Linked DNA regions of Mus musculus: all the other regions are linked to region 4. The links are chromatin contacts, called in public ChIA-PET, Hi-C, HiChIP or PLAC-seq and promoter capture Hi-C maps. All regions are on one chromosome and are shown on one strand. The core of a region is the stretch at or near the end of the contact, and the rest is flanking DNA. Distances in the headings are between cores, read along the strand shown.

The links. Promoter capture Hi-C pulls out the DNA fragments that hold promoters and counts their contacts. A called contact is a pair of places that touch in the nucleus more often than the background predicts. ChIA-PET counts read pairs in DNA pulled down with a chosen protein or histone mark. HiChIP or PLAC-seq counts read pairs in DNA pulled down with a chosen protein or histone mark.
Region 1: a promoter capture Hi-C map of liver shows a contact between it and region 4, with 2.1 times the contacts expected there. The contact joins the enhancer-like site here to the promoter of Nipsnap2 in region 4. A contact is called at or near these places in 7 of 39 promoter capture datasets (the C10 cell line, fetal liver, hematopoietic stem and progenitor cells and 3 more), 1 of 115 datasets of contacts at active chromatin or transcription factors (memory CD8 T cells) and 1 of 9 other capture datasets (liver).
Region 2: a contact with region 4 is called in an HNF4G HiChIP or PLAC-seq map of pancreatic cancer cells. The contact joins the promoter of Rabgef1 here to the promoter of Nipsnap2 in region 4. A contact is called at or near these places in 7 of 39 promoter capture datasets (the 3T3-L1 cell line, the C10 cell line, cranial neural crest and 2 more), 7 of 484 Hi-C or Micro-C datasets (B cells, CD4 T cells, CD8 T cells and 4 more), 8 of 115 datasets of contacts at active chromatin or transcription factors (double positive thymocytes, extraembryonic endoderm stem cells, large pre-B cells and 5 more) and 3 of 9 other capture datasets (adipose tissue, liver and pancreatic islet).
Region 3: a Hi-C map of regulatory T cells shows a contact between it and region 4, with 4 times the contacts expected there. The contact joins the promoter of Kctd7 here to the promoter of Nipsnap2 in region 4. A contact is called at or near these places in 1 of 39 promoter capture datasets (erythroid cells), 5 of 484 Hi-C or Micro-C datasets (CD4 T cells, CD8 T cells, the G1E-ER4 cell line and 2 more) and 1 of 9 other capture datasets (liver).
Region 5: a Hi-C map of CD8 T cells shows a contact between it and region 4, with 5 times the contacts expected there. The contact joins the promoter of Asl here to the promoter of Nipsnap2 in region 4. A contact is called at or near these places in 7 of 39 promoter capture datasets (the HPC-7 cell line, the SN4741 cell line, cranial neural crest and 3 more), 3 of 484 Hi-C or Micro-C datasets (CD4 T cells, CD8 T cells and neutrophils), 2 of 115 datasets of contacts at active chromatin or transcription factors (the SCID.adh cell line and pancreatic cancer cells) and 2 of 9 other capture datasets (adipose tissue and liver).
Region 6: an RNA polymerase II ChIA-PET map of memory CD8 T cells shows a contact between it and region 4, with 45 read pairs. The contact joins the promoter of Tpst1 here to the promoter of Nipsnap2 in region 4. A contact is called at or near these places in 1 of 484 Hi-C or Micro-C datasets (natural killer cells) and 2 of 115 datasets of contacts at active chromatin or transcription factors (bone marrow-derived macrophages and memory CD8 T cells).
Region 7: a FOXA1 HiChIP or PLAC-seq map of pancreatic cancer cells shows a contact between it and region 4. The contact joins the promoter of Tmem248 here to the promoter of Nipsnap2 in region 4. A contact is called at or near these places in 5 of 39 promoter capture datasets (the C10 cell line, liver, neutrophils and 1 more), 3 of 484 Hi-C or Micro-C datasets (CD8 T cells, bone marrow-derived macrophages and neutrophils), 5 of 115 datasets of contacts at active chromatin or transcription factors (bone marrow-derived macrophages, memory CD8 T cells, microglia and 2 more) and 2 of 9 other capture datasets (adipose tissue and liver).

Annotation. Positions count from the first base shown.
Region 1 is chr5:130,204,194-130,207,099 of GRCm38.p6, forward strand. Rabgef1 (RAB guanine nucleotide exchange factor (GEF) 1) reads left to right here. Exons shown (of 9, transcript NM_001199059.1): 5 at 2,816-2,897. Among named protein-coding and RNA genes, the nearest start is that of Tmem248, 17 kb to the right of the region's middle. Within about 2 kb of position 1,633, at least 59 of the 459 cell types and tissues checked have an H3K27ac peak or open chromatin away from gene starts, as enhancers often do. A contact at or near this core is called in liver and memory CD8 T cells, where this site is marked.
Region 2 is chr5:130,170,387-130,173,164 of GRCm38.p6, forward strand. Rabgef1 (RAB guanine nucleotide exchange factor (GEF) 1) reads left to right here and starts at 1,433. Exons shown (of 9, transcript NM_001199059.1): 1 at 1,433-1,508.
Region 3 is chr5:130,143,419-130,146,484 of GRCm38.p6, forward strand. It overlaps Kctd7 (potassium channel tetramerisation domain containing 7), which reads left to right and starts at 1,465. Exons shown (of 4, transcript NM_172509.4): 1 at 1,465-1,808. The coding sequence starts at 1,665.
Region 4 is chr5:129,723,806-129,726,553 of GRCm38.p6, forward strand. It overlaps Nipsnap2 (nipsnap homolog 2), which reads left to right and starts at 1,270. Exons shown (of 10, transcript NM_008095.4): 1 at 1,270-1,416. The coding sequence starts at 1,340.
Region 5 is chr5:130,022,588-130,025,664 of GRCm38.p6, forward strand. It overlaps Asl (argininosuccinate lyase), which reads right to left and starts at 1,794. Exons shown (of 17, transcript NM_133768.5): 1 at 1,707-1,794; 2 at 1,455-1,509. The coding sequence starts at 1,466. It overlaps Gm40334 (a long non-coding RNA gene), which reads right to left. Exons shown (of 3, transcript XR_868562.1): 3 at 2,541-2,607.
Region 6 is chr5:130,078,089-130,080,903 of GRCm38.p6, forward strand. It overlaps Tpst1 (protein-tyrosine sulfotransferase 1), which reads left to right and starts at 1,282. Exons shown (of 6, transcript NM_001130476.2): 1 at 1,282-1,573.
Region 7 is chr5:130,220,710-130,223,687 of GRCm38.p6, forward strand. It overlaps Tmem248 (transmembrane protein 248), which reads left to right and starts at 1,626. Exons shown (of 7, transcript NM_027854.1): 1 at 1,626-1,863. It overlaps Gm6598 (a long non-coding RNA gene), which reads right to left. Exons shown (of 2, transcript XR_377119.4): 2 at 1,009-1,319.

The sequences.
Region 1 (2,906 bases), core at 383-2,882, 480 kb after region 4:
TCAGAGGACATGCAGAGAGACAATCATCTCAAAACCCTGTTATCTCATTTAACGAGGTTCATGGCTTGGTGAAGAATTGTTTTCTTCAAGTCTGTTTATATGGAAACATGTTTAAAGCGTGCTATTAGGTTGGGCGTGTAGATGTGAGCATATACTTTAAGCACTTGGGAGGCTGAGGGGGAAGATTACTTGTGCCCACAAGTTTGAGACTGATTGGACAAAATAATGAGAGCCTGTCTCAAAACTAAAAATCATATGCTGGGTAAGGTGGCATATGGCTTTCATCTCCGCATTTATGAGCAGATAGCAGGGGGTTAGAGGCTGGCCTGGACTATCCTGGCCGGTGAAGGACAGCCAGTGCTCTCTAGACCCTTAGTTCGGGTTATAAAACACTATTACTCTAGGGCTGGAGAGCTGAAGAGGATCCAGGCTCAGCTCTCAGCACCCTTGGCATGGTGGACCTGACACCTTGCTTCTGAGGGCACCAGGCATGCGTGAGGTGCTCGTGCATGTGTAGCAAAGACACCAGTTTTCTTGTGAGCCGCACTCTGTGATCTCACTCTCCTGAGGAAGTGATCAAGTGTAATAGAGGAGCTTTTGGTCGTTTCATGGCTTTGGTTTCGTTTCCTGGAGAGCCTTTCTGTGAAGATTTGCCTCTGCCTTGCATGTTGGCTCCCACCTTTAATCTCAGCACTTGGAAGGCAGAGGTGGGTGTTTTTTTTTTTTTTTTTTTTTTTTTAAGTTCTAGTCTAGCCTGGTATACATAGGGAAGGAGTTCTAGACTGGGCTATAATAGAGATACCCTGACTCAAAAAACAAACAAGCAAAACAACAACAATAAAAAACAAAAGGCTGGAGAGATGGCTCAGAGGTTAAGAGCACTGGCTGCTCTTCCAGAGGTCCTGAGTTCAATTCCCAGCAACCACATGGCTACTCACAACAGTCTGTAACTCCCATTCCAGGGCTTCTGACACCCTCACACAGATATGCAGGCAAAACATCAATGCACATAAAATTAAATAAACAAATGAATAAAATAGAAACAGTTGCTACTGGTTACTTTGTATTAACTTACAGTTTGCCTTGTGTTAACACTTATGGAGAAGGTATTTTTTCTGTGTTTCGATGAAGAGATTATAGTGTGAAATGTGTCTTTATCTTCACTCACACTTTCCCAGAATATGAGGGCCCTCCTGTACCTTACAGAGATTTTGCTGAGCATTTCATTCGTATGTATTTATTTATTTTTGAGACGAAGTTTCATGTAACCTATGCTGGCCTTGAACTCCTGATTTTCCTGCTTCTCCCTCCAAGTGCTTAATCACAGGGTGTACAGCACTGGTTTACACTGGGCTGGGGCACTCTGCCCACTGAGCCAGTTGCTAGCACCCTCTTCAATTGTTCTAAACCAAATAGTAGTCTGAGCTGTCTGGTTACTATAGAGACCAGAAGGGTATGGCCAAGAGGAAGAGACTCATCCAAACAGGCTTTACTTCTTGAGGAAGTTGGGAGGAAGTAGCACAGACTTGGTTCTAAAATTAGAAGCAATGTGTCCTCATTATACACAGAAGCTGAAAAAGTCAACATGGTGGGAGCAGATTGCAAAACAGTGCCTCCAGGTACTGGGCAGCAAGACAGAGGGCCAGCCAGGTACAAGGTTAAACCTCCAGTGCTGTGTGTGTGTGTGTGCGTCTGCATGGCAGTATGTGTATATGCGTGTAGATGCCCATGTATATGTGTGTGTGTGTGTGTGTGTGTGTGATGTGTGTGTGTGTATGTATGTGTATGTATGTGTGTGGTGTTTATGTGTGTGTGGTGTGTGTATTTGTGTGTGTGTATGTATATGTATGTTTGTATGTATGTGTGTGTCTGTGTGCGTCTGCGTGGCAGGATGTGTATATGCATGCAGATGCCCATGGAGGTCAGAGAGAGTGTGGGGGAACTCAGAAGCTGCAGCTCCAGGCTGTTGTGAGTCTCCTGATGTGGATGCTAGAACTTAATCCTGGTCCTCTGGAAGTATAGCAGGTCCTCCTAACTCACCTCTGGGTCATCTCTCCAGCCTTTCTGATGTCCTTAAGCACAGCAGGAAAACTATGGTTGTTGACACATGACACATGGTGTATTTCAAAGTAATGAGTGGGAAGGAATTTGAATATTCCTGCTATAGCACATTGGCAAGTCTAGGATCGTATGCCTTGGTCCAATCTTGTATAGAAGTATCGCTATACCCATGAATATGGAGATACTAGAGGGTAATCGACATTTTTTAAAGTGAAAAAAAAAATGAGTATTTAAAAAATCAACTCAAAAAGGATCCAAAACTTACATGTTACAGCTATTAAAATCTAAAAAGACCTTGTCATGGAAAAATTAACACTAGTAGTAGTAATAGTAATAAATCGTAAGGATGAGGGTGGTGATGTGAAATAGAGCGCTCACAGGTTGTCTATGCTTACTGTGATGTGTAAAGATCATCAACAGGAGATCTCTCAGGCTGGAGGGGTGGCTCAGCAGCTAAGAGCACTGACTGCTCTTCCAGAGGTCCCGAGTTCAAATCCCAGCAACCACATGGTGGCTCACAGCCAGATCTGACGCCCTCTTCTGGGGTGTCTGAAGACAGCTACAGTGTACTTACATTTAATAAATAAATCTTAAAAAAAAATAGTAGATTTTTCTTTCTTGCAGAATATGTGTGATTTTTAAGTTCTTATAGAGTCGGCTCAGTGCAGGGAGTGTGTTTGAGAGACTTGCTCAGGTTTGGTGTTCTCAAACTAACTCTTCAGCTGCTTACCAACCTATTGTCTGTTGATTCCAGGATTTAAGCATCGAGGAACAGTCAGAATGTACTCAGGACTTTTACCAAAATGTGGCTGAAAGAATGCAGACCCGTGGGAAAGGTAATATGT
Region 2 (2,778 bases), core at 183-2,682, 450 kb after region 4:
CAGACAGTTGTGAGCTGCCATGTGGGTGCTGGGAATCGAACCCAGCTCCTCTGAAAGAGCAACCACCGTTCTTAACCACTGAGTCATCTCTCCATCCCCTCCTTCTTTTTTTTGTCAGGTCAGTTCCAGGATTTGGATTTAGGTTGTCAAGCCTGAATGGGAAACCTTTTACACACTGAAACATCTCTCTGGCCCTCTTTACTTGTAATCCTCTTTCATAAAACTCGCTTTCACCTCATTTGTCTGTGTCTTTCTTTAATCTTCATAGACCTTAAACATCCAACTTGGAGCCACTTCCCTAGGCCAACCTGACCCTGTCTGGCACCCTACAGCCTTGTGCCAAGCACAGCTGGGTCATGAAAGATCCTTTTATTCTCACAACTCCTGCATCATCATGTGCTCTCATTATAAAGCTATACCCCACAACCTTCCTTATATTTGCCCAGGCCAAGAACACTAGAGATGGGAACTCCTGAACTTCCTGTCTCCACCTAGCCAGGCTGGGATCACAGCCTAGTTGCTATTGGACCAATTTCCTTAAGATTCTCCTAAATTGAATCAGTTTCAAGTCCTGCTCTTAAAAAGAGCAAGCCAGGAGTGTTCATTTCTGTGGGCCATCTGCCCAGGTGACCAGGTTCTTTCTATGGACGAGTGCCCAGGAGTGAAAAACAAAATAGCAGAGTCAGAAAAGGTGAAAACAGGCATTTATTGAGACAGGGGTTAAAAAAAAAATTCTGCTGGGAACAGTGTTTTGTTTTTGTTTTTTGTTTTTTCCAGAGCTGAGAGCCAGTCTCACGGACTCTGGGTTGCTCATTTGTAGGGTTCATTCTGAATTCTCTCCTCCCCTATCCTATAACTTCATCTCCTCCACCCCGACGGTTCTTGGCCCAGGGAGATAACAAAAGCTAGTGAGGTGGCATGTCAACTGTCCAGTGGGAGCGTTATCTATCTTTACAGACAGGCAGTCATGTGCTAAACTTTTCCCTCTCGATCTTTTTCCTGACTATCTATTCCCTGCTAACTGCTCACTAGGGGAAAGGTGTGTTTGTATTTCCTTCTGGCGGCCGCATTCGCTAAGCGCTGGGAGATGTCTCCTGGTCCCAGACTTTGATGTCCCGTTTCGTGTATGGCTGTCCTCGGGGCTCCTTGTCGCCCTCAGGCTAATGCAAGCAGAAGCTGGTAGACGGAATGAGGAATGACAGGGGAAACCGCGGCTTCTCGCGAGTCACAGACACGTCAGCGAGGGCCTCACGGTCACTCGGTGTCCCCTGCCCTCAGGGACTGCCCCTTCGGGTGGACAGCCTCCGGAGCGTTGCAATCTTTTCCGGCCAGCCGCCAGCCAGTCCCCGGAAGTCCGAAGCGTCACGGAAATGACGCCACGCGTACGCACCGCGCGCGTGCTCGCGGTGCCGGGGGCGGGGCGTGCGGGGGCAGGGGCGGGGCAGGGAGCCGAGTGACTGAAGGGGCGCTGGGAGCGGCGGTCGGACGCCGGCGGAGCCGCGGAGCAGGTTCGGAGGGACGGGGGCTCCGGAGGCGCGTTCCCACACGGAGCGGGGCGGCGGCGGCGGTGTCCGGCCGCGCGCTGACCGGGGCCGCTCCGTTCCGCCTCTCAGCCGGGAGGGCGGGCGGGCGCATAGGGCCAGGCCGCCGGAGCTCTGCTGCTGCTCTCGGCCTCTCCAGCTCGGCCGAGTTCTTCCCAGCTCGGCGGGACTCGGGCTCCCGGGAGGACACGCTCCCCGGTCGTCGGCTGCCGCTCCGATCCTGTCCGAGTCCGGAGTTGTGGTTGCAGCCGGGCGGGTCCCATCCGGAGCCCGCGTGGGTCCCGGGGCTGGTGCGGCTGCTGTGGCGCGGGGTTTTGAATACTCGTCCCAGGTGCTAGAGGCCAAGGTTATGGGTGTCTCTGAATGAGAAGTCCTGAAGCTGAGGCAGGAGGATTGCCGCGAGTTTTGAGGTCAGCCCTCTGCCACTGAGGAAGACCCTTTTATGGAAAATAATAATAAAGGCAGTCCCTGATTCCGAGCTGTCTGGAAGGGAGAGCCAAGGGGATGTCCTTCCATCCCTTCGCGGAAGTTGGCTCCATAGAGGGAAGCGCCTTGGAGACTAGGTCATTGGCAGCTGGCTGTGTCTCAGAGCTGATGACCAACCTCTGTGGTTGGGAAATGTGTTGCTGGATGTGGTAGGCTCGGTCTGTCTGTGGAGTTTAGATGTGACACTGGCATAAGTTTTACAGCGTCACCTAGTTTTGTGGTAAGAGCCCCTATGGTCCCCCCACCCCCTGCCACCTCCTGGAAGTTAACTGTTGGGTCTTTTAACCTACAAACCTAGAATTACTTTTCAAAGGAAGACCCAATTAGTCACCCACTTCTGACATCCCAGTATTTGGAAATTGAGTCAGGAACAACAGTCTTGGGAGTTTTGACGTCAACGGGGCTATGTAGTGAGTTTGAGGCCAGCCTATACTACAGAGTAATATTCGATCCTCCCGCCCACCAGAGTCGCAGTTAAAAGAAAGAAGAGGCTAAAATAAAATGGTCTTGTCAAGCTTGTTACTGGGCGGTGGTGGCGGTGGCTCACACCTTTAATACCAGAATGCTGGAGGCAGAGACAGATCTCTATGAGTTTGAACAGGCCTGGTCTACAGAGTGAGTTCCAGGACAGTCCAGGCTACATAGACTGTTTTGGGGGGAGAAGAAGCTTGCTTGTTACTTGGTGATGACTGACTTTAAGGTTTACACATGTTAGATAGGGGCTGTTTAACTGAGCTACAGTCCCAGTTTC
Region 3 (3,066 bases), core at 215-2,714, 420 kb after region 4:
GCCTTTTGGTGGTGTACTCTCCATCCACTTATTTTTGAATGGCTAATTTAAACAAATAGGAGGCATCTGATAAAGCCACAGCTTTGCGCGTACGCATGTGTGGGCAGGTCAGATGGAGAAGAGGAGCCCTGTTTGGGAGTGGGGTTTTCTCTTTTCTCATCTGTGGTTATTTAATTTTTTTCATTTTTAGCGTTTGTTTTTAGCAGTCTCATGTAACCCAATTTGGACTCACAATGTTATGAAGCTGAAGCTGGCCTTGACTTCCAAGTACTGATATTGCAGCGTGAGTCACCATACTCAGTTCCGTTATTATTTATTATTATTATTTATTATACTAGAGACAAGAGTTGAATTCTCAGAAATCCTTCTAACCTCTCAAGTCGCTGCAATTAAAGGTATTTGCAACCAAGGTTTTCCTTCCTGTGTGAGTCCACGGAAAAAGCGCTAGCACAGCAGCCATGTCCTTGCCAGCCATTGGTGTTGCAGTGCTCAATTTCTATTACACAGCAGGTGCCCTCAGCCCTCCACAACACATCCTCAAGGACAGCCTGCTTAGGCCTTTTTTCACTGGCCCGCTGCTATGGAGACAAACCAGCCAGTCCTGGGCCCTTTCCCAGGACACATGGACCGGGATGATAAAGTGGAGTGGCCTGGAGCTTCGCGCCTGCTAGTCAGAAAGCCAATGAAAGCAGGACCACGGTGCTGCCCCTATGAGCGGGCTTCCTGCCAATCAGGGGCGGAGGCCAGCGAGGACACAGCCAATAGCAGGAGCAATTGGGTGGTCTGTCCTTTCGGGAACCGCGCCGGGGGACCAGCGCTGTCGTTGAACGTCGGAAGTGCAGAACGCGTGCCCTTTAGGTGGCCTATAAGAATGGGACTGATCGGCAAGCCGTTGTCAGTTGTCACTCTAGTTTGAGACCTCGATGGTTGGATCAGACCTTTAACCGTCATAGCGGAGCTAATCGGACACTGCCAGTAGTAGGAGGCGACCGGGTGAGGCCAGAGATGCTACCTGCGCTGTGGTTGCTATGCGCAGAGAGCCGCTTCCCTAGATAAGTGGCCTGGACCAAGGGAGGTAGCGCTCCCGTTAGTTAGATAGCCAATCAGAATGGAACAAACCCAACCAGACGTGTTTACCCTATAATTGGACAATGCTCTTGCCAATCATAGCAGGAGTTCATGAAACCTCGGCCAATAGCAAGAAGCGCCTGGTTCCGATTTGCAGCGCAGGGTCCACGCGGTGGTTGCTGATCGAGGTCGTCAGTGGGCGATCACCTCCCCTCGGCCAAACCCTGGAGCAGACAGGCGTCGCTCGCGCTTGTCAGCCAAGAGCCAATCAGAATTGGGTAGGCCTGTAGCCACTACGGCTTAAGGCCGAATTGTTTGTTCTGTGATTGGGCGAACCTCCTGACAATCAGGGCGGAGCCAGCGAAGATTCGGCCAATGGCTGGAGGCAGCCAGGTCAGACCAGCGACTAACTGTAGGCGCGTTGGTCGTTAGACTGTTGGAGGGCAGCACAGGACATCCTAACTGCTTGCAGGTCCTCGGCGTCTAGCGCCCGCCGGCGGCCCATCTCGTCATGTCAGGCACTGCTTGGCTTTAGTTCTTCAGGCCTCCGCCCACCCGCCTACCCGAAGCCGCGCCCACCGCCCAGAGCCAGAGGGATGGTGGTAGTCACCGGGCGGGAGCCAGACAGCCGTCACTCGGACGGTGCCATGTCCAGCTCCGAAGCCGAAGACGACTTCCTGGAGCCGGCCACTCCTACGGCCACGCAAGCGGGGCACGGGCTGCCCCTGCTGCCCCAGGAGGTACCTGGATCGAGCGATGGGGGAAGGGAGGGCTGATGGGAAGCGAGGGAGAGACTGGTGCTTGCAGAGCTGACCTTGGGCGGAGAGCCTCCCAAGGAGCTATCCACCCCTGATGCCACTCCTACACTAGGTGTATCCTCCCTGCCCCGAGTCACCTGCACTCCAAGTCCCTTCTTCCCGTACTACCAGATGTCAGTTCCATTCCTGTATTTCATGTCACCTTTATCAACTAGACGAGGACTCAACACATAGCATGTTCCATACAATCCAAAGGAGGACCTGGGTTATCCAGGTGTATCCTCCAGCTGCCGGGGGAGTGGCATTAGAAACTACCTGCAGTTAACCTATCTGGTGCCTTGGTATGATTTAAGAAAAGGACACACCTGAGTGGACCAATTCTCATCCAGGTGCCGTTATGCAGTGAACAATCTCCATTACCACATGGGGTAATTTTATTTGCTAGATGGACAAGAGTGAACGGTAGAGGATTTGGGGTCAAGAAAGCAGCGAGAGCAAGGACATGCAGGAGATAAATTCGGGAAATAGGAGGGCAATGGTGAGTTGAACTCAGAGCAGAGATGATGGAGGGATTAGGGGCTTCATTTATCAGTTGCTGTATTGTGCTATGGAGTGGCTTCGTTAGTAGCCCTTCCTGTGTGTGACACTTTGCACCTGAACTGACCCTGGAGATGGATAGGAAGATGAATACAGATGTAGAGATGGATAGGAAGATGGATACAGATGTGGAGACTCGACAATCTGAGGGGGCTGGCTTGAGTGAGGCTCTCCGGCAGCTGACAGTATTGTGGTAGGGTTAGAATCCCCGAATTGCCAGCATCGTGGGAAACTTGTGAACATAAGCAAAATTCTAGACATAACTCTGCAGTCAGGGAAAAGGGCCAACACGGCGGTGACACTTTTTTTTGTGCACTGTCATTGGGCAGAAGTTGTGGTTTGAGTGACAGGACACACAATCCCACAGACTGTAGGCCAGCTGTCCAGTCCCGGCCTCCTGTGAGTCACATCCCTCCCTGTGAGTTCTAGGACTCTTTTCCCTGACTTTTTTTGTTTCGCATATGGAGCAAAGAAGTACATTAGTGGGTGCTGCCTTTTAGAAAGAACTCCAGAAGTGCAAAGCATTACACCTAAGTGACATCTGAGTCTTAGCGTATACCTAAAGTGGGCTTAGCATTTCTGCAGAAATGTGAAAGGCATTTTGCACCGTGAGAGTAAGAGTTGAATTTTTGGGCTTGGTGGT
Region 4 (2,748 bases), core at 20-2,519:
TTTATTATTTTTTTGCCACGTGTGGCTTGTCCTTATGATTACACACCTAACTCCTGTGGTTCTTCTATACCCTCAGAGTATAAATCGTCTGATGCTCTGAATAAACGCTATTGCTTGAGACTTTAGTCCGCCTCGTTTTTAGGCTCCATTCTCCCAGGTTCAACCCCGACTCAAGAGCGGTAAACAGATTACCATCAGTTTGAGGCCGGACTGGGCGCCACATAAAGACCCTGTCTCAGCTAAGTTGAGAAATGAAGGATCTGTATAAAAAAGGCAGGGCTCACCGACGCTTGAAGAGGCCCTGCCCGCAGCAAGTCACATATCTGCCTCCCACAGTTGGGTCTACAGTTTTATGGACCGCTCTCAGCCTCATTCACATTCAAAGGAGTGCCTCTCCCAGTCTGAACCGCTCCTCCACCACCCACAAGACCAGACCCTGTCATTTGTCCAAATTCTTGTTAGAAAAACTGTACCCATGGGGCTGGAAAGATGGCTCAGCGATTAAGAGCACTGGCTGCTCTTCCCGGAGGACCTGGGGTTCAATTCCTAGCACCCACATGGCAGCTCACAACCTCCTGCAACTCCAATTGCCAGGGGCTCCACCCACACTCTCACACAGACATACATGCAGGCAAAACACTGATGATGCACATAGACTAGGAAGAGAAAAATTTAAAAGATAAAGAAAACCACAACTCCTGAGCTTCAAGATTACAGCTCCCATCCGTCTTCTAACTCAGAACCAGGAAGGCAGCCACCAATTGGAGAGTATCCTTCTCTTGGCCTCTGCATGTAACTGAGGCCCAGGCTGCTCCCTATTTCTCTGATTCCTCGGGATCTAGTTCTGCTTTTGCCTACTCTTATCTTGCTGAAGTTTATGCTTATATCCATAGCTCTTTTATTATCCTTACAGAATACACTTCCCCCTATACCAGTGGTTCTCGACTTTCCTGATGCTGCTAAAACTTTAACACGTTTCCTCATGTTTGTGGTGGCCCTCAACCATAAAATCAGACTCTGGATTCCCCACATGCACAGATCTACTCCTTTCCCGTGGATCTCCCCGTGTACATTCCAGGTTCCTTTCTCACTCGGACTTCAGAGACCCTGAACTCCCCTCGCGGGATCTACGGATATCTTCAGCAACTTCTTGGCACGCCCCCTGGCGGCAGCACTGAGGCGCCACGCTGCTCCCCCTAGCGGCCGCTCCCCTGCACTACAGCGGCCTAGCGCCCTGCCCCGCCCCGCCCCAGCCTGGTCGGCCCGGCCGGGGGAGGGGTCGCGGTAGCGGCGGCGTCAGCGACACCGAGGCGGTAGGAGCTTCAGGCTCCGGAGCAAGATGGCGGCGCGGGTGTTGCTCGCGCGAGGAGGCCTGCTGCGGCCAGCCGCCCAGAGCGGCTTCCTGCCGGGGCTCCGGTGAGCAGCGCCGCCCTTTCCGGGGCCCGGCCGGGGAGGGGCCGCCGTGGGGCGAAGGGCGCGGGGTCCCCGGGGCGGGCAGGGGACGCCGGGGGGCCGGCCTCCCGAGTCCCAGGCGACCGAGGGCTGGCGAGGCTGCGGCGCCTTCCCGGGCCCCCGTGGGGCTCAAGGTCACCGTCCTGCCGGCGCCGCCCTTGCCGGGGACGCCCGGGCTCGCGGGCCACGTCCGCCCTCAGCCTCTGCGCGCTGCGCCCCTCGCAGTAGCAATGCCTCGCCCCAGGTCGTGCAGAGAAGCAAAAGGATGGCTGGTCTCCCTGGGGAAGCTGTACCCCGGGGTCCCCAGTCGGGACAGCCCTTAAATTTGAAAGCGGAGTGGCAAAAAAAAAAAAAAAAAAAAGTAACCCACGGTGGCCAGCTGTAGTAGATGGCGGAGTTCGCTGTCGAAACTTTTTCTTTTTTCCTGACCTCCGCGGAGACTGTGCTCGGTGTGTCAACCTGTCACCTTGACATCCCCACGTTTAAATAACGAAAGGCCATCCGAATTTACCGACAGATTTGTTTTCCCTTCTTTTCTTCCTTTATATGCTTATTTGCTGTTTAAGCGGTTTGTAGGATTTATTTTTTTATTTTATGTGTATAAGTGTTTGCTTTCATGTGTGGCTAACACATAGGTGCCTGGGGCAGCCAGGAGAAGGTTTTGGATCCCCAACGACCCGGAGTTACAGAGGGTTGTGAGCCGCCATGTCGGGGCTGGGAATTGAATCTGAGTTCTCTTCTAGAGCGGCAAGTGTTCTTAACCCCTGAGCCATCTCTCCAGGCCCTATGTATGTATGTATGTATGTATGTATGTATGTATGTATGTATGTATGTATGTATTTTGAGACAAGATCTTACTACATATATTCCTGGCTGGCCTTGAACCTTCAGCAAACCTTTTGCTTCAGACTCCAAAGTTCTGCAGTTGCAGGTGTGCAGTTGCAGGCCAGCCTTGGCTAATTGAAATATTCCTTTTTTTTTTTTTTAAGATTTTTTTTAACCTCTGAGCTCTCTGCCACGTGTGTGTAATTGATTTTCTTCCACCATGTGGGTCTGGGAAATTGAATGTAGTTCATCAAACTTAGCAGCCAGTTTCTTTACCCCTTAAGCCATCTCACCAGCTCCAGAACTTGCCTTCAGATTTCTTTTGTTTGTGCGTATGTGTGGTTTTTACCTGCATCTATGTATGTGCACCGTGTGCATGCCTTGGGCCTTCAGGGACCAGAAGAAAGTCTCTGACCCTCTGAAGTACAGTTACAGAAATGGTTGTAAGCCACCACTTGGGTGCTGGGATCG
Region 5 (3,077 bases), core at 544-3,043, 300 kb after region 4:
TAAGCAGATCAGGCCGTCGTAACTCAAGTGAGTTAAATCTTTAATCGGAATGATGAGCTACGAGGAAGGAGGTGAGTTGCCAGCTAACGAAGACCAGAAGGGACCACACATGCAGGCATCTGCTTCCCTACAGCCTCCATTCCCTAAGAGTTCAGAGCTATGACTCTGAGATCCATTCCTTACAGGTGAAGCCCAATAGCTGTCATCATTCCATTTACCAGCTAAACCAACCAAGCCCACGGGAGACCTATATCTTGCACACCTTTCACTAAATAGGAAGACAAGCCAGGGATTCCTGGCCCAGAGGAGAGGACAGCGACACCCTAGGGAGTCACTGGGGCCACGGAGAGAGGTCCCTCCCTCCTGGCCGGTTCTATATGATGGACCTCAAGGACAATTTAGGGACTCAAGTTTTCCTATACATGGGAACAAGCGAATAGGAGGAGAGAGTTATCCTATTGGGTGGGGCCTGACAAGAGGATGTGGGGTGAAAAGCGGTATGTAAGGAAGATGAGGTAGCTAACTGGGTAAAGGCCCTTGCTGCCAAGCCTGTTGAAAAGAGAATCCACTCCCACATTTTGTCCTCTGATCACCACATGTATGAGAGCTCACATGGACATACTTATGTACGAACAAACAATGCTAAAAAAAAAAAAAAAAAAAAAAAAAAGTGGAAAGCTTTCATGTGGTAGGTCACACCCGGAATCTGAACACTCAGCAGGTGGATGCAGGTGACTTGTCAGACGCTTAAGGCCAGTCTGAGTAGAGGTGAATTCCAGTCTAGCCTGGGCTAAAAGTTAGCCACTGTCTCAAAGAAAGAAAAACAGGGGCTGGAGAGCCGGGCTCAGCCAGTAAGAGCATGGAGGTTTGGTCTTCACCCACATGGTGGCTCTCAAACATCTGTAACTCCATTCCTTTAGATCCCACATAGGGAGTAGCCAGCCCCGGGGTTCACAGACGTCTATACATGCAGGCAAAACATCCATACAAATATACATTTTAAAATAATTCTTTAAAAAGGGAAAACGCAGGGCTCAGTGGCTCATACCTTTAATCCCAGCGCTCTGGGAGGCAGAAGCAGGTGGATCTCTGAGGTCGAGGCCAGCCTGGTCTACAGAGCGAGTTCCAGGATTACACATGGGAACCCTGTCTCAAAAAACAAACGAGAAAAAAAAAAAAAACTACAAAACAACAACAACAAAAACAAAAAAAAACGGGGAAAACCGCCCGACATAGTGGCCAATAGTGAGATCATTACATAAGCCACTAGGTGGCGCTGGATGGGCAGATAACGACGCGGACATCCCTGAGTCTACGTGAAGCCAGTCTTTGGAAGTGTGGTCGGGAATTTCAGGATCACTGCAGGTCTGTGTGGCAGGAGATGGCCCCCATACGCGGTTAAACCCGACTGGTTCCTCCCCGCTCCTTTGCAAGGTCCCCTCAGTCCTACACACCTCTGATGCCATGTTGGGCGGTTCCTCCTCCTCCTGGAGCTTCTGTCTTACGAATCTGGAAGACAAGACCACACTGACCAACTCGGCTCGGGAGGTCTACGGGGCAGGGACGGAGTTGGGACACCTGCTCGGCTTGCAGGACGTGGGCAGCACTCAGCAAGCGCACCACAGACTTCGCGTTCCTTCTTGTTTGTTCCCTCTGTCCCACGTTCCCTGGACCTAGTGGATCAAGACACTCAGGGACCAGGTTACCTTCTGGTCTCTCCTGGCTTTTTCTGGTCCGGATGGCGTCCGCTGCCCCTCTGTCTTGTCCCCGCCTCCTGGAAGAGTAGAGCCAATTGGGAGAGGTGGGTGTGACTCATCAATCACGCTTATGGGCGGGACCACCTCTGGCTAAGCTACTAGCAGCAGGAAGAGGTGATTTCCAGGGAGTCAGCACTAGTTGTACTGAGGTTCAAGCACACAAAACCTTTGCTGAGGTGAAGACAGACGACAGGTTTGTCATCCCTGCAGCACCCGGGAGGCTGAGGCAGGAAGATTGCTGGAGGTTCCAGGCCTGGGTTGCAGATGAACCTGTTTCAAAACCGTTTCAGCACTTGGGAGGCAGAGGCCGGCCGGGGTGGGGAGTGGGGGGTAGGGGTAGGGGGCTTGGGGGTGGGCAACAGGGACTAAAGAGTGAGACCTTGTCTTAAAGTAGGGGGCAGAGGTAAATCATGCTAAATCAGGTATGGTTTTGTATGCCGGTTATACCAGTACTCTGGAGGCTGAGGCAAAAGGCTTGCTTCAGGTTCCAGGCCAATACAGACTACTAATGAAGCATGGTGGTATACGCCAGTAGTCCTGGCTTTCGGGAGATTGATGGAGGAGGGTCAGAAGTTCTAGGTCATCCTGAGCTGCATAAGCCAGCTCAAGGTAGCCTGGGTTATGGAATTAAAAAAAAAAAAAAAAAAAGAAAGAAAAAAAAAGGCTGGCAGTCAGGCTGTGGAAAGATATCTGCTAAATGCTAAGTTACCTGTGATAACTGTTAGCACATACCTGCGATCGCAGCAGTCGGGAGCCTGAGGTAGGAATGTCAAGACTTTGAATCCAGGGCTTAGAGAGATGGCTCAGCACAAGAGCTAGCCTTGAAAGGTTGGCCAGCTGAGTTCGATCCCTGGAAATCATATAGAAGGTCGGCTGTGGGACTCATCTGTGGTCTCAGTATTTCTACTCAAGACGGGCGAGAAGACTAGAGGAATGTGGGGGCCAGCTAGTCTGGAACTTGGAGCAGTGACAAATATAAGAGAGGCCCTGCCTCAATAAGGGGAAAGGCAAGAATGGACCCCAAAGGGTTGTTCTCCAACCTCTACACATGTTCTGTGGCAAGTGGTGCACACCTCCCCTCCCCCACCCCCAAATAAATGCCTACCTAAAGAAAAGATGGATCCAGTGAGGTGCCTCAATGGGTAAAGGTGCTTATTGTCAAATCTTACAATCTGATTTTGATCCCAGGACCCACATAGTGGAAAGAGAGAATGACTTCACCAAATTGTCCTCTACACTCTATGCATATGCATGATACATACACATGCATGCATACTACATACATAAATGTACAAAAAAAAAGGACAAACCTCCCCCCCA
Region 6 (2,815 bases), core at 32-2,531, 350 kb after region 4:
CGTAGTTCTCCCTTCTCTCGTGGAATGGTTCTACTTATGTATGCCTGTGTGTATGTATGTATGTATGTATGTATGTATGTATGTATGTGTAACTCAGACTTGCCTCAAACTCAGTACATAGACAAGAGTGACCCTGAACTGCTGACCTCCTGGCTCCCCCTCCTAAGTCCTGAGATTGTGAGCATGCTCCCCACTTCCTTCTTTTTTTTTCTTTCCTCTGCAATAGAACTTCCTGCAGCACAGACGGGCCCCAGATTCACCCACCGTGAAGCTGAGGCTCAACTTCAATTCCAGGTGCTCATGCCAGAGACTGGCTTGTGCTGGGTTAATAAGCACGTGTCACTCTTTCTGGCTTCTATGGTGCTAAGTGACGCTCTGGGTCAGGCATTCTAGCAGCTGAGTTCCATCCCCAACCTTTCTTTTTTAAAAAATTTAAACTCCGAGACAGGATGTTGCTCTGCAGCCCAGATAGCTCTTGAATTCTGTCCTGCCTTGGCCTCTCGAGTCTCAGGATAATAGCTATGAATCACCTTGCCTGGCTTCAGGGCAGGGTGCAAAGGGAGGTTGAGAAAGGATTTTGTCCTGTAATACATTTTGGCCTGGAACTCACGAAGCAACCTAGAATGGTTTCAAACTCCTGGCAATCCTCCTGCCACAGCCCTCTGAGATATTATAGTGGTTAAGTCATCGCACCTTCTTTCATTTATACATCTTTATTTTCAGACAGGGACTCATGCTGTCCAGAGTGTCCTTAAACTCCCCCTTGTAGCCAAGGACGGCCTTGAAGTTCTGATCCTCTTGCCTTGTATGACCTCAGTATTGGGATTCGAGCTATGTACCACCATATCCAGTTGATGCTGGGGATGGAACCCAAGGCTTCACGCCTACTCTCCCGACTGAGCTCCATCCTCAGCCCTCACTAATACTTTTCTGTGGTACGGAATACTGTGCAAATTGACTTGTGTGCTTGACAGCTGCGTCAAGCAATGGCCAGGCAGTGCAGGGGACTTTTTAGGAACACTATTTTTTGTTTGTCCCTGCCCTGTTTCAGGGATGAAGGTCTTCTTGGACATGTGAGGGTCCCGGAACAAGTCCTGGCTCCCCTCCAGTTAGGCCACCGGCTCTGTTACTCCAGCCACAAACTGCCCGTGTAGGCAGCAGCAGGGTATAAGCCCTTTTTGCGAGTTCGACAAACGCTGGCCCCGGATGTCAGACCCCACCCCGCAGCTCCTGGCTGCCCCGCGGGCTCTCTCTCAAGCCCCGCCTCCCCCCGGAACCGACAAATCAGAGAGGCGGACACATCGCGCGGCCCGGCTGCGGGTAGCCTATGGCGGCGTGCGTGAGATCCCGCGGCCACGCGGCGGCGGGAGGCAGGAGCTGAGGCGGCGACCGCGGCCAGTCGCTGCTGAGGCGGCCGCGGGTGCGCTTCTCGGCGGGGCCGGGCAGGGCCGTCGCCTGGCGGTGAGGACGCGCTCCCGGGGCGGGCGCTATGGCCACCAACTAGGGCGGCCGGAGAAGCGGCCGAAGCCCAAGATGCCGGAGCGACGGCACGGCTGCGCCTCCGCCATCGTAGGTAAGCGGCGCCGCTCTCCGGGCGCCGAGCCCGGGACGCCTCCATCCTTCATCCCGCCTGCCCCTTCCCCCATCCCCCGGGCCGCCCGGCGCCTCCCGCTCCTTTCGCCTAGCAGTCCCGGTCGCTACTGCCATGTCTGCCCAGCAGGCATTCGGCTCTCCACTCACCGGATCCCGACTCACCTGCGCACGCACGCTCACTGTGATATCCCTAGCCTTGATGGAGACCGTCATCCCGTTTTTTTGAGGATTCCCCCACCCCCATCCCCATGAGACATCTCACTGTTTACCCCAGGCTGGCTATGAATTCAGAGTAACCCTTGCTGGCTTTGAACTCGATTTAGCCTGTAGCCCACATCGTCTTCGAACTCCCTGTGTATAGCCTAAGCTGGCCTCAAACTTAACTTTGTATCCCAGGCTGACCTCAGAATCACCATCTAGCCCAGGTTGGCCTCAGGTTCATCATGTAGATCAGGCTGGTGGTGGTCGTCTCGTCTCAACAAGGGATGACAGGCGTGGGCCACCGTGAGTCCCTTTTTCCATGTCAGTTGCTGACTCCCTTCATGGAATGGTGCATACCCTTTTAATTTGGAGACCCTTTTATATCCTGTTCACCTCCTCTGGCTTTAATCAGCCGCCACCTTTTCCTTTTCGTCCTCTCTTGACACTTGACACTTGGGACATTTACCATGCTCCTTATGCCAGTTCCATAATTATAATTATTACTATTAATATATATATATATAATGCATGCATGTATGTATGTGCACGATGCGTGCGCTTAAGTGCCTGAGGAGGCCAGAAGAGGGCGCTGGGTACCTGGGAGCTGGAGTTAGAGGTGGGTGGGAGTCACCGCGTGGGTACTGGCAATTGAACTCCAGTCCTCTGCAAGAGCAGCAAGTGCTCTAAATCCCTGAGCGCTGGACTCCAGCCACCCCGCACTCTCACATGAGTCAGGGCCACAAACTCGTTCTAGACTGGCCAGCGCTGACTATAGTCTTGAACTCAAAGCAGTTCTGCCTCAGCCTCCCAGTTGTTGGGATGACAAGTATGGACCACTATGCAAATTGAGTGCCGTGCTTTAAACAGCGCTGGAGACAAGCAGATAGCCCAGGGGTAAAGGCTTGTGCTGCCAAACCTGACTACCTGAGTTAGAGCCTGCAAACCCAGAACATGGTAGAAGGAGAGAACTGGTTTCTGCAAGTTGTCTTCTGACCTCCACAGGAACCACAGCATCAGACAC
Region 7 (2,978 bases), core at 376-2,875, 500 kb after region 4:
CTAACTAGGGACCAAGCATTCAAGCATATGGGCCGATGGGGTCCATTTTCATTCAGTCCACTTCAATATTTGCTAGATTATAAGCACTAAATAAAAATAACAAGAACTGTTGTCAGTCAGCCCTTGTAAAGAGTACAGAAGACACTCTGTCTAAAAAAACCTCTCAGCAGCTTCTCCAGCCTCCTAGGTTTAAGGCCTTCCTTATCTGAGTTCTGCTTGATGTCATAGACATCGATTTGATCACGTTTTACTGTGTATTTCTGCCTTTCTACCTGCTCCTTGCACTTATTCAAAACCAAAAGCATAGCAGTGGTAGCTCATTGTCTGGAATGAGAGCACACACATGCTGTGCACACACAGACATACACATGCAGATGTCTTCTATACGATTTCCCTGGAACTATTTGGCTTTGAGGTTCTGGAGGAGACAAGCATCAGAGTTCCACTTACACATTCTATGGGAAGCCATCATCCATTCTGGGTGAGGACTTTCCAGTGTAGTTGCTTTGAGGTCACTCACCCTGCTGGCAGTAACCTCTTGCCTATGCTCTGTAAGTAAGCCAGATACATTTACTGGCATTCCAGGGGGAACTTTGGTTTGTCACCGAGACCTTAGGAAAAGGGGATAAACATCGCATAGTCTTTACCTAAGGAGAAAATTCTCACAAATGTTCTCATGTCTCATGGCACACCTTTAATCCCAGCACTTATGGATCTTTGAGTTTGAGACCAGCTTGGGTCACATAGTGAGTTTTAAGTCAGCCAGGGATGGATTGAAAGACCTTATCTCTTTTGTTTGTTGGTTGGTTTGGTTTTTTTTTTTTTTTTCAAGACAGGCTTTGTTTAGCCCCAGCTTCCTGGAACTCATTCTGCAGACCAGGCTGGCCTCAAATGCAAAGATCTATCTGCCTCTGACTCTTGAATGCTGGGATCAAAGGACAACCTTCCCACTGCCCAGCAACCGTGTCTTTAAAGAACAACAAAAAAAGTCAAGACCAGACAAATGGATAAGTGTAACTGATCTCCTGGGTTTTCAATAATCATGTACAAAGGTCAGTATTAATGTGGTTAGAGGAATTTAAAAAGGATAATATTTTGCTGCTTCTAAGGTCAGCTAGGTCCTTGGGGACTGAGACATGGCTTGAAATGAATTGTCCTGTTGTCCAGAAACGCGACAGATTCCCATCCAGTGGATCCTAGAGTCCCGTCTACAGAGAGGAGGGTGGTATTAGTGTGCTCAAACACCATGACTAAGGTAGTTGGCTCCTCATTGGGCTCCAGAGAGAACAGGAAGCCAGCTCTTGCCATCCACGAGACCCCTGTGTCAAAACAAAAAATTCCAACAAAAATAAACGAAAATCGTGTCCTCTTTACTATCTCACGCCATACACACCAAGACCTGCAGAAGCACTTCGGGACGGAACCGAGCAAGCTCACGGCAGTTCGCGAATGCGAGTGATAAATTTCAGGCAGCTCCGTGTATGCTTTTCCCATTTGCAAAACGAAGACAGTCTGCTTCTCCTCCTAACCCCGACCCCACCCGCCGCTCGCCCCGGAGCAATTCTGTCCCTTCCGCGCCGCCGTCGCGCGCGGGCGGGGTCAGAGGTCACGGCGGCGTTAGTGGTGACGTGGTTTTCTGCCTTCACCCGGAAAGCCCGGCGTTCGCAGCGCGCGGAGCCGGCGTCCCGTTGGCGCGCTCTGGCCTGGCTTCGGGTCGTCGCTTCGGCCCCGAGGAGCCGCTCGCTGTCTCCGGAGCGGCGGAGAGGATGGTGCGGGGCAGCCCGGGGCCCGCCGCGCGCCGCCGCGAGTGAACAGGGCCAGGCCGCGGGCGTCCGCGGGCTCGAGCCGCCAGTCTGCGGGGCGGTGAGTAGGAGACGGGGTCGTAATCGCGGGCGCATGGGCCGGGACCGGGGACCCTGAACCCGGGGCCCACGGCGTGCTGGGCGGATCGGTGCGCAGGCTCTCCCAGCCACCCCAGCTCCGTTCACTCCTCTATTAGCTGACCCGGTCCTGTTCCATCCTCCCGAGGCCTGCGGAGTCCTGCTCCCTCAGTCAAGGCTTGTATAGGTCGGCTGAATAAGGCTGCGTGGACCTACTAGCATCCTTTGCAAGTTTTAGAAAAAAAAATGATTGTTTTGGAAAATTATTTACATGATGTGTTTGTATTATCTTGTCTGCGCACGTGAGCGCAAATACCCACCGACTCCAGAAGAGGGCGTTGTGTCCTTAGACCCAGAGTTACACTCCATTGGTAGCTGCCTGATGATGGGGTTGCTGAGAACTTAACTCTGGTCCTCAGGAATAGCAGGTATTCTTAACCCCGTAGCCATCTTTCCAACTTCTCTGTGTGTGTGTGTGTGTGTGTGTGTGTGTGTGTGTGTGTGTGTGTGTGACAGAGAGAGAGAGAGAGAGAGAGAGAGAGAGAGAGTGAGAGTGAGAGAGTGAGTGTGAGTGTGTGTGTGTGTTCAGTTTTAGATTTGTGACTTGACTTTGGGTTGTCAAAAATGTATCCAAAAGAGGGTTTAATGCAGCCTTAACTGGCTAGGATTTCCCTATGTAGACAAGACCCACCTTCAACACCGATCTTCCCGATTCAGACTCCGTAGTTCAGAGATATAGGCGTGGGCCACACTGCCAAGGTTTCACAGTGTAATAACGGTATTGTTTTGGTTTTAATCTGAATCCTGGAGTCTGGGGTCTCCTGCAGCCTTAGATAGTCCAAACCCACGACTCAGTCGAGGCTGACCTTGATTCTCTTAGACTCCCTAGTGCTGCCGTTGGCAGGTGTGCACTGCCATGCCGGTTAAGCCCGGCTAAAACATAATTTTTTTTTTTTTTTAAAGACAGGTCCACTGTGTAGTTCAGGCTGGCCTCCAACTCTCTGTGTAGCTTGAAGTTGTGATCCTCCTGCCTCAGCCTCATATTGGGGTGTTGTTAGCTGTGTGGTACCAGGCCCTGTTCACAGAGTAGTGGTAGCC